Linked DNA regions of Zea mays: region 2 is linked to region 1. A link is a contact called in public Hi-C data. All regions are on one chromosome and are shown on one strand. Each heading gives the region's core, a stretch centred on a gene start, on an enhancer-like site or on the middle of the called end of the contact. The rest is flanking DNA. Distances are from core to core; before and after follow the strand shown.

Region 1 (4,129 bases), core at 155-2,654:
AAAAATATTATGTACAAGGTTATAGGAAGAGATTAGAGAGGGGATTAAAAAAAAGATCTGTTGTAGCCATGCTCCAATTCTATTGGCTGTCTGAAGGCTTCACTCTATGGCAAATTAGGAGCATCTCTGTAACAAACACACTTTGCATTCGTTATTGGCGTGGTATGTTTTCAATTATTGGTGGTATGTTTTTAAAGATTCATCCATTTCTATTTTTCCTTATGCACCAAATCATGATTATGAGGTACCTTCGCTCGTATTTGCTGAATAGCTAAGAGATGGTTAGAACGTGCGTGGTGGAGTCACCCCAGTTAGTTGCCAGCATCTCTTTGCATACTAGCAATTTACGAAGATCTGCGGAAGGATCTCTTCTTTCTAAAGTATGCAGTTTTTCACATGTATACGAATCTAACTCCATACTTCTTCACCTGAGCAGAGACTTCGTGTTTAGCCTATTTTTTTTCAAGAACAGACAGAATAAAACCTATATTCCGGTTGACACTTTATCTTCCACAACTAAACATAAGCTGGATGGACTGTCATAGTCACAGTCATATGTTTGTGTGCTTTTTGTGAAGAATATTGTTGTGCTCCTCAATTGTGCGACCATTTGTTCCGTTGATCAGATATCTGTTGGCTTTGTAAGGCCTGCCTTAGACTTCGAGATGGCCTAATATCGATAGATTAGCTTGTCCTCAAGGTAGGCTGCTGGCCTAGCCCCGCGTGACCCATCTTTTGTTGCCTTCCACGTGAAGCCTAACTAGGATTTTATCTTTATCCTTGCCCGGTGTGCTTGCATGTGTGGAATGAAACGGCGACAGACGGAGACGGTTATTATGTGTCTGTTTGATTCAGCTTTTTTTCTGACCAGCTTTTCTGGAAATCTGGCTGTGGGGAGAATCTGAGTATCATTACGATTACACGTGTAGGAAGATAAATTTGTTCATAGGGCTCAGGATCTAGAAAGTGACAGATTCCTACTATTACAACGACTCAACCGATTATGTGTTTATGTTGATTTTGAATGGTTTTTGCCCCCAACAAATTTTATAGAAGCTGGCTCAAAAGCTGAGCGTTTGGCAGTCTGCAGCAGTTTTTGGTGGCCAGAAGCTGTAAGAAGCCGAAACAAACAGGACCTATATATACAGGCATACAGCCATCCAAAATCGTCGATCTACTAGCATGCTGTGAAATTGCCGATTCTCGCCCCGGCCGTAGACAAAACGAGCGAGCATTGACTTTTGAGGGCCCGAGAGCCCACGTCGGTCGTCTTTCAACCTCGAGTAAAACCACCACAGTGGACTGGACTGGACAGGACACACACCGATCCCTTCTGAAAAATCCCCCTCCCCTCCCCGAGGTTGCAGCGGCGAGGGAGGGGAGAGATAATAATAATCGCAGGAGGGAAAAGCAGCAGCGCAGGCGCAAAAAGCAAATCAAAGCCACACCACCACCACCACCGGCAGCTGCCGAGAGCCGCGCCCGCGCCCGAACACAAGGGAGAGCGGCCGGAGAGGAAAGCCAAATCCATCCACTCCACCCCGTACGCCGCCGCCGTCCCTGTCCCTCCCCTCTTCCCGCGCGCATGGGCCCCAAATCGCCAGCGCCGCGACGAGCGCGCCTGCCCCCGCGGCGGCGGTAGCAGCAGCAGCAGCTGCTGCTGTGTGCTTCGCGTCTTCGCCGGGGATGGCGCGGCTCGGGCGAGCGGGCTGCCGCTCCGGTCCAGCCCGAGGTGAGCACCCTCCCCCCCATCTGATCTGCGTGGGCCCTAGCCTCCTTGCTGCTCCTTGCTTCATGGAAGGCTTGGTGCGATGGGCTCGAGTAGTCTGGGCGCGTGCCACGATTGTGCTTGCCCGATTTGAGGTTCTGCCGGCGGGGAAATGACGGCTCCACGGCGGGGTCTGGGCTATGGGAGGGCGCGCTGCTCCAACTACCGTCGGGAGCTCGTTACCAACATTTGGGCGCACAGTGGGAAAGCTCGCCTGTAGATTCGAGTCCGTTTGGGGGTAGTGGGAGCGGCGGATTCGAGTTCACATGTAGTCTTCCAGGCGCCAGCAGCCATGGAACAATCAATACGGTAGAGATTGTGCAGCCTATGCTTAACAGTGAGGAGGATGTAATGGACACTGCAGCAGATACTAGGCAGTTTCATATTCGTAGTCTCTGTGGCCTCCTTGCTTGTGGGGGGAAAAAGTAATCTTTTTTGTCCGACTCCGATGCTTATGTTTTATTCAAACGCACTCGTGTGTAAAATCGATGGGTGCGAGAGTGGACAAATCTGAATGAGGTGAAACAATACCTTGGATAATGAATCGGGAAATGGCATAGCTATCCTGTTTAAATTAACAATGCCAAGCCTTGGCAAAGAACATCTGATCTGCTGAACATGTATCATGGTATGATTCAAATGATCGAGAAGGTCGGATACTAATGTGTCAGTTAATAATGTTTGGCACAAGGGAGTGGAGGTATTTTGTAATTCAGATGGAACACAAGTGTGTGTTTATGTGCATATGGACATTTCTTTCTCTGCCTACAATTGTATCATTCAAGGGCATACGTAAAGGGCAGATATGGTACGACCTTTTTATCTTACCACCTTAGAAGGGCTCCATAACATTTGTATGTTGTTTTTAGGGAGCCAATGAGCCATGGGCCACCAGAATCTTTTGTCTACGCTTTATGCCCATTCCACACAATGTACTTTCTTGCTTAAAATAATTCTCACTGGATGGTGTACAGCTTTTTTTTCAGGAATTCCTGAAGACACATTGAGAAATTTTATGTCCAATGTCTTGCCTGCTGTATTGATCCTGGAGTTTCTCAGTGGGACCAATTTGATTGTTCAAACGTTTGCTCTAGAAGTAGTCGCCCCTGCCATGCCTCCATTCCAAGGTTGGGGACCATTTCATTCTTTGGCATCCCAAACTAAAGTCCTTGTGAGTGTTTCTGCACAACCAGATGATGGCCTCCAAAGACAAAAGAAGCTATATTCATCAGCAGTTGCCATGTCATCCACACATCCTCCTATTTCAGCACCTAGCTATCGTTACATGCCTGGTGCTTTAGATCTTGCCATTTATTCCTCAGATCTATCACGTCCTCCAGTGCAGCATACCAGACACTTAGCAACAGCTGCTCCTGCTCACGTAGATGCTGACCCTCCGGATGCAGCTTCAAATTCTAGCGCAGCTCCTTTGGGATTAGTGCAGCCTCCAGTGTCTCCTCACAGTGGTAAGTCTATTTGCCAGAGCCTTGAAGTATTCTGATTGTAAATGAGCTCTCACACAGCTTAAAATTACATAATCCTGTTGAGGGGTTGGTCATTTGTCTATTCTAGAAGAGCATCATTTATACATTTCGTTCTGATCTATTTGTTCCATTTTTTATGCGACGGATATCATTTACTCCAATAGTATCTGTTCTATGTTATAGATTTGCTTTATTCTCTTAACCATATTGTGATTTATGTTTGTTTGTTAGGTTGTTGTGCACCGAACATGGTACAAAAACGAGGGACCCGGGACTGCCATTGTGTTTATCCAGTGAGAATTGAGCTCTTCCTTCGTAATGTTTCCTTGACTTCAAACTGGAGCAACAAATTTCTTCAAGAACTTGCTTCTCAGCTCAACCTGCGCGTTAATCAGTTTGAGATTGTAAATTTTTATGTTGTTGGAGCTTCTGGGCTAAATATCACAATGGATATAGCTCCCTACACTGGAATTAGCTTTGCTGCTGATCAAGTCAAGGCAATGAATTATTCACTTACTCTGCATACAGTTCGGATTGATCCTGTGTTGGTCGGGGACTATAATCTTCTTAATTTAACTTGGTTCAGGTCATTGGCTCCAGCTCCAGGTAATAGCTTTCAATCTTGTACTTGTTCTGTTTGTCATAATGAGAGTAGTTTTGTTACTGTCCAGGAAGAGAAATTCTGGATTATTTTTGTTCTTATTGTTTACTTAATGTGCGATTGAAGAATTTCTGAGATGCATGATATTATGAGGTATATGTTCTTTGTTATGGAAATTTGGACCTTTCAATTGACATATATCAAACTGGTTCATAGCTATAGAAAAGAATGAGACACCAATCATTGTTCTTAGGGCCGTTGCCTCGGCGATGGTGG
Region 2 (4,129 bases), core at 772-3,271, 140 kb before region 1:
CACCTTTGATAAACAAACTAAGAAACGAAAAGAACTGGAAAGACAGCAAGTTAATACCTATAGATAGCAACTTGCGAAACTGTGTGGTGGCCTCAAGCTGAAGGTTATTGTCATCCGAATAAACCCCACTGACCATAGCTGGGAGGCTTTCAAGCTACCAATTTAACACATCACAAATATAGTTAGTACTAAAAGAACCTAAACTGAATAATGACCACATAAAGACCAAGAAAATAAGCTTGCCAGGAAGTCAAAGACACAAGCAACATGGCAGCATGCTACTGTGTAAATGGTGACGGTGTGATAAAAGTCTACAGACACGATAATAAGCAAAACACTAGAACAAAACCTCAAAACCAGGAAAGCACTAAAACAATTTCAGTAGCCACATAACACTAACAATGCCAGAAAAAAGAAACTCTGTTAGAATAATGTTAATCCAAGGATAAAACATATGTAGCTCTAGAATTAGAAACATAGCTCCAAGCTTCTGTTGTTAGACAAGGTTAATTTCTTTGACACTTTTGACCACATATGTAGACAACAAGATTTACTTCAAAAAAAATGAACTATGATGCTATCTCGTAGTAACAGCAAAGATACATCGGATCAGGAGGAAAAATATTTTGAAACAAGACAAAAATGCGTACATCAACAAAACAAATCAGCACAGCAATAACATGGTAAGCACTGATTCTGAAGAATTCATAAACATGACTATGCATACTCATTCCAAATATTAAAACAACATCAATCATGCAGTGTTCTAAGATCAACAAGATAATAAAACAATCAATAACAAGACCAACAAAGTTCTCCACCATCATAGCTTGCACAGTTGCACCTGATTAGGACCGCGACAGAAAAACATCCCTAGAAATCAAGAGCTATTCCTTGGTCTAGTGGATCAAGACATGCTGATACAAAGTAAAATGCAGCAAGAACATGTCATAAGGTGATAGTGCACATTCATTGACATATAGAGACTAAAAGGAATAAGAAATCTTTCCTATATCAATAATAAAAATGACCGATACTAACACTTGGCAAATCACCTATAACATGTTCTAGAAATACCATCCTTGAAAACTTAAATTTGGCCTACCTAGAACCTACGAACCATATGACTACACTTCTGTTTTCTGAATGATATAGATGATAGGTATACCTAAGAAATCACAGGCATAAATAATAAAACTTTTGGTACATCTAAATCAATATCAAACGCTCGTCAAAACACAACTAGACTGCGTGTAAAATCTAATTTCTGAAGAATTAATCTAGTCATCAACCTAATATTAATCAGAATCAGAATACTACAAGGCTAAAGGTAGATGAGAGTACAGTGGCAAGTACCAAACACTCTAAATGACAAGTAATCAAATATGCATGAAGCCTTCTGCAGGAAATACTCATAGCAATCAAATACGGGCTCGAACTGCAACTTGTATTATATGTATAAAAGGACGAGTACAACGCATTCGCATTGCTTAACAGTCGACCTGATCTACTAATTATGTACTGAACACTCGTCCAATCGCGACATAATCACAACGCTAGAATACCATCGCAACAGAAAAAGGAAAAATCAGAAATAACAGAGAGCGGAGCGAGCGGCGTATGCTCACCTTCTTCTCGACCCCCGAGGGAGGGGCAGGGACCTGGGCCTGGAGCCCCTCGCGGCGCCTCTTGAGAAGGCTCTCCTCGCGGCGGCTCTTGCGGATCTCCACCATATTGTCCTCGCGCCGCCGCCGCCCCTCCTCCGCGTCAACCGCCACCTTGTAGCGGTTCCGCCGCACCTCGACCCGCTCGCTCGGGCGCAGCGACATGGCTTACTAAGCACAGCTCAGTCTCGCTCGCTGAGACGGCGGCAGCGGGAAGGAGGCAAAACCCTAGCCGGGCGTCGTGGGAGCCGAGGGCAGCGGGAGGAGGGGAAAAGAAGAGGGGAGAAACCCTAGCTGCTAGTGGGAAAGTGGAGTTAAAGCTCACACCACGATCGAAATATTCTTTTTTTTTCTTTTTCCTTGTTGCTTTTTTCCTTTTTTTAGGCCGCTAAATTGCATTCCGAGATTTGGAGATACTGTGGCCCACCATAAATTCTACGGCCCATCTATACCATGATCCGGTCCGACCTAGGCCTTGTTCGTTTGTGTCGGATTGGTGGGTCGGAACAATTCCTGGCCGGATTGCTTCTCTAATTTATATAAACTTTGATTAGCCGGAATGATTCCGGGTGCAATCCGACGCAAACGAACAAGGCCCTATGCTTTCTCAACTTCCTTTGGAGGATTTGTTGATTTCATACTTTCATCACTGCAATATAGGTAGGGATGAAAACGGTCGGAAACAGTATTTATTCGGTAATCAGTTTTTTAGTCGTTTTTCTTTGATTGCGAATAAATAGGATATAGAATCTATAATACAAATTTGTATTCTTGTTTTTAACATTGAGCTTCTAAAGATTCATAAAAGGTAAACCTCAAATTCATATATTTTTTTAAATAATAGATATAAACTTCGGTACGGATTCGGAAATAAATTCGGTAATTTTTTCAACTTTTTGTGTTGTAGGAAGCAAATAATACATAAAATAATTTATGTAATATTTTATTCGTATTTGTACTAATGTGCTTGATAACATAAAAAAGATCAATATCAAATTTTATACATATCTATTTTAAAATATTAAATTTGTCCTAACAGTTCGAATTACCACTTTCATCCCTAAATATAGGTTATGTTTGAAAGCAATCTAATTTTTAAAAAATCAGTTTTTATTTTTTAAATAGGAGATGCTAAATTCTTGATTTTTAAGAAAATGTGAATACAATTTCTATAAACTGAGGCATAATCTGGTATGTTTGGAACCACCTCAATTTCCATAAACCAGTTTCTTTAAAACTGGATGGTTCCAAACAGTCCCATAGAGATCGAGGGAGATTATAAGGGTTTCAGAAAGATTTTAACTTCTTAAAAATTTAGACCCTTTGGATTGCCAGATTTTTTCCCGTTTCTTGTGTTTTTTCCTGTGAAAATGAACGATATGGTTCCTCTATGATTCTTGTGTTTCAAAGGCCATTAACTTCCTTAATTGACTTTATTTCCATCCATTCCCGCATTAGTCTCATCTTGTCTCTAGGAATGAAGAGAAATGTGTCTTGTATATTGAAAGGGAAATATGGTTAACCATTTCCTATAAATAGATTTTGGTGGTTGACGACCAACACAAACCATATGGACTAACTAGTTTGGCTAGATGTGATTTATCTCAGGTGCATAAGATACAACACAAACCAAGAAAGAATTTCAGTTAGGGACTCAATCAAAAATTGTAGCAAGACTAAGAGTGTGCTGATTTTTGCCGCACCGGACACTGTCCGGTGTACCAGGCCAGGCGTCCTTCGAACAAGACACTCTCGGGAAATCAGAGGCGCGCTCCGCTATAATTCACCGGACTATCCGGTGAGCCAGTGGAGCAACGGCTCCCAGCGCACCAACAGTCGTTTCGTCAAATGAACAGTGTGGCGTCAGAAGTCAGAGCGTAGAAGTCAGAGGTCACCGGACTGTCCGGTGCAGCAAAAAGACAAACGCCTCCAACGGTCAACTGCTCCGAACCCTAATGGACGTGCTGACGTGGCACGCACCGGACAGTGAACAGTGACTGTCCGGTGCGCCCATCGTCAGCAGCCTTTGCCAACTGCTAGGAAGTGGTTGGGGGCTATAAATACCCCCCAACCACCTCATTCATTGGGGTCCAAGTTTTCAGAAGTTCACATTCAATACAAGAGCTCTAGCATTCACTCCAAGACACAAATTCCAAAGATCAAACCCTCTCCAAGTCCCAAATTCATCTCAACCACTTAGTGACTTGAGAGAGAGAGTTTTTGTGTTCATTTGCGCTTTTGTCGCTTGGATTGTCTTTCTTCCTTCCTCACTTCTTTTCTAAGTGCATGTAAAACTAAACAAGAGACACCAAGTGTGTGGTGGTCCTTGCGGGGTCTTAGTGACCCGTGTGATTAAGGAAAAGGCTCACTCGGTCTCAGTGACCGTTTGAGAGAGAGGGAAAGGGTTGGAATAGACCCGGCCTTTGTGGCCTCCTCAACGGGATTAGGTTCTTGGAGCCGAATGT

Evidence for each region. Hi-C and Micro-C count contacts between places; a contact is called where the count stands out from the background.
Region 2: a Hi-C map of leaf shows a contact between it and region 1, with 8 times the contacts expected there. The contact joins the promoter of LOC103649953 here to the promoter of LOC100279235 in region 1. A contact is called at or near these places in 17 of 25 Hi-C or Micro-C datasets (bundle sheath, ear, endosperm and 6 more) and 2 of 3 datasets of contacts at active chromatin or transcription factors (leaf and seedling).

Annotation. Positions count from the first base shown.
Region 1 is chr3:35,678,763-35,682,891 of Zm-B73-REFERENCE-NAM-5.0, reverse strand. LOC100279235 (putative protein kinase superfamily protein) reads left to right here and starts at 1,404. Exons shown (of 8, transcript NM_001152256.1): 1 at 1,404-1,732; 2 at 2,755-3,234; 3 at 3,484-3,858. The coding sequence starts at 1,687.
Region 2 is chr3:35,822,177-35,826,305 of Zm-B73-REFERENCE-NAM-5.0, reverse strand. LOC103649953 (importin subunit alpha-1a) reads right to left here and starts at 2,021. Exons shown (of 11, transcript XM_008675648.4): 1 at 1,629-2,021; 2 at 58-154. The coding sequence starts at 1,829.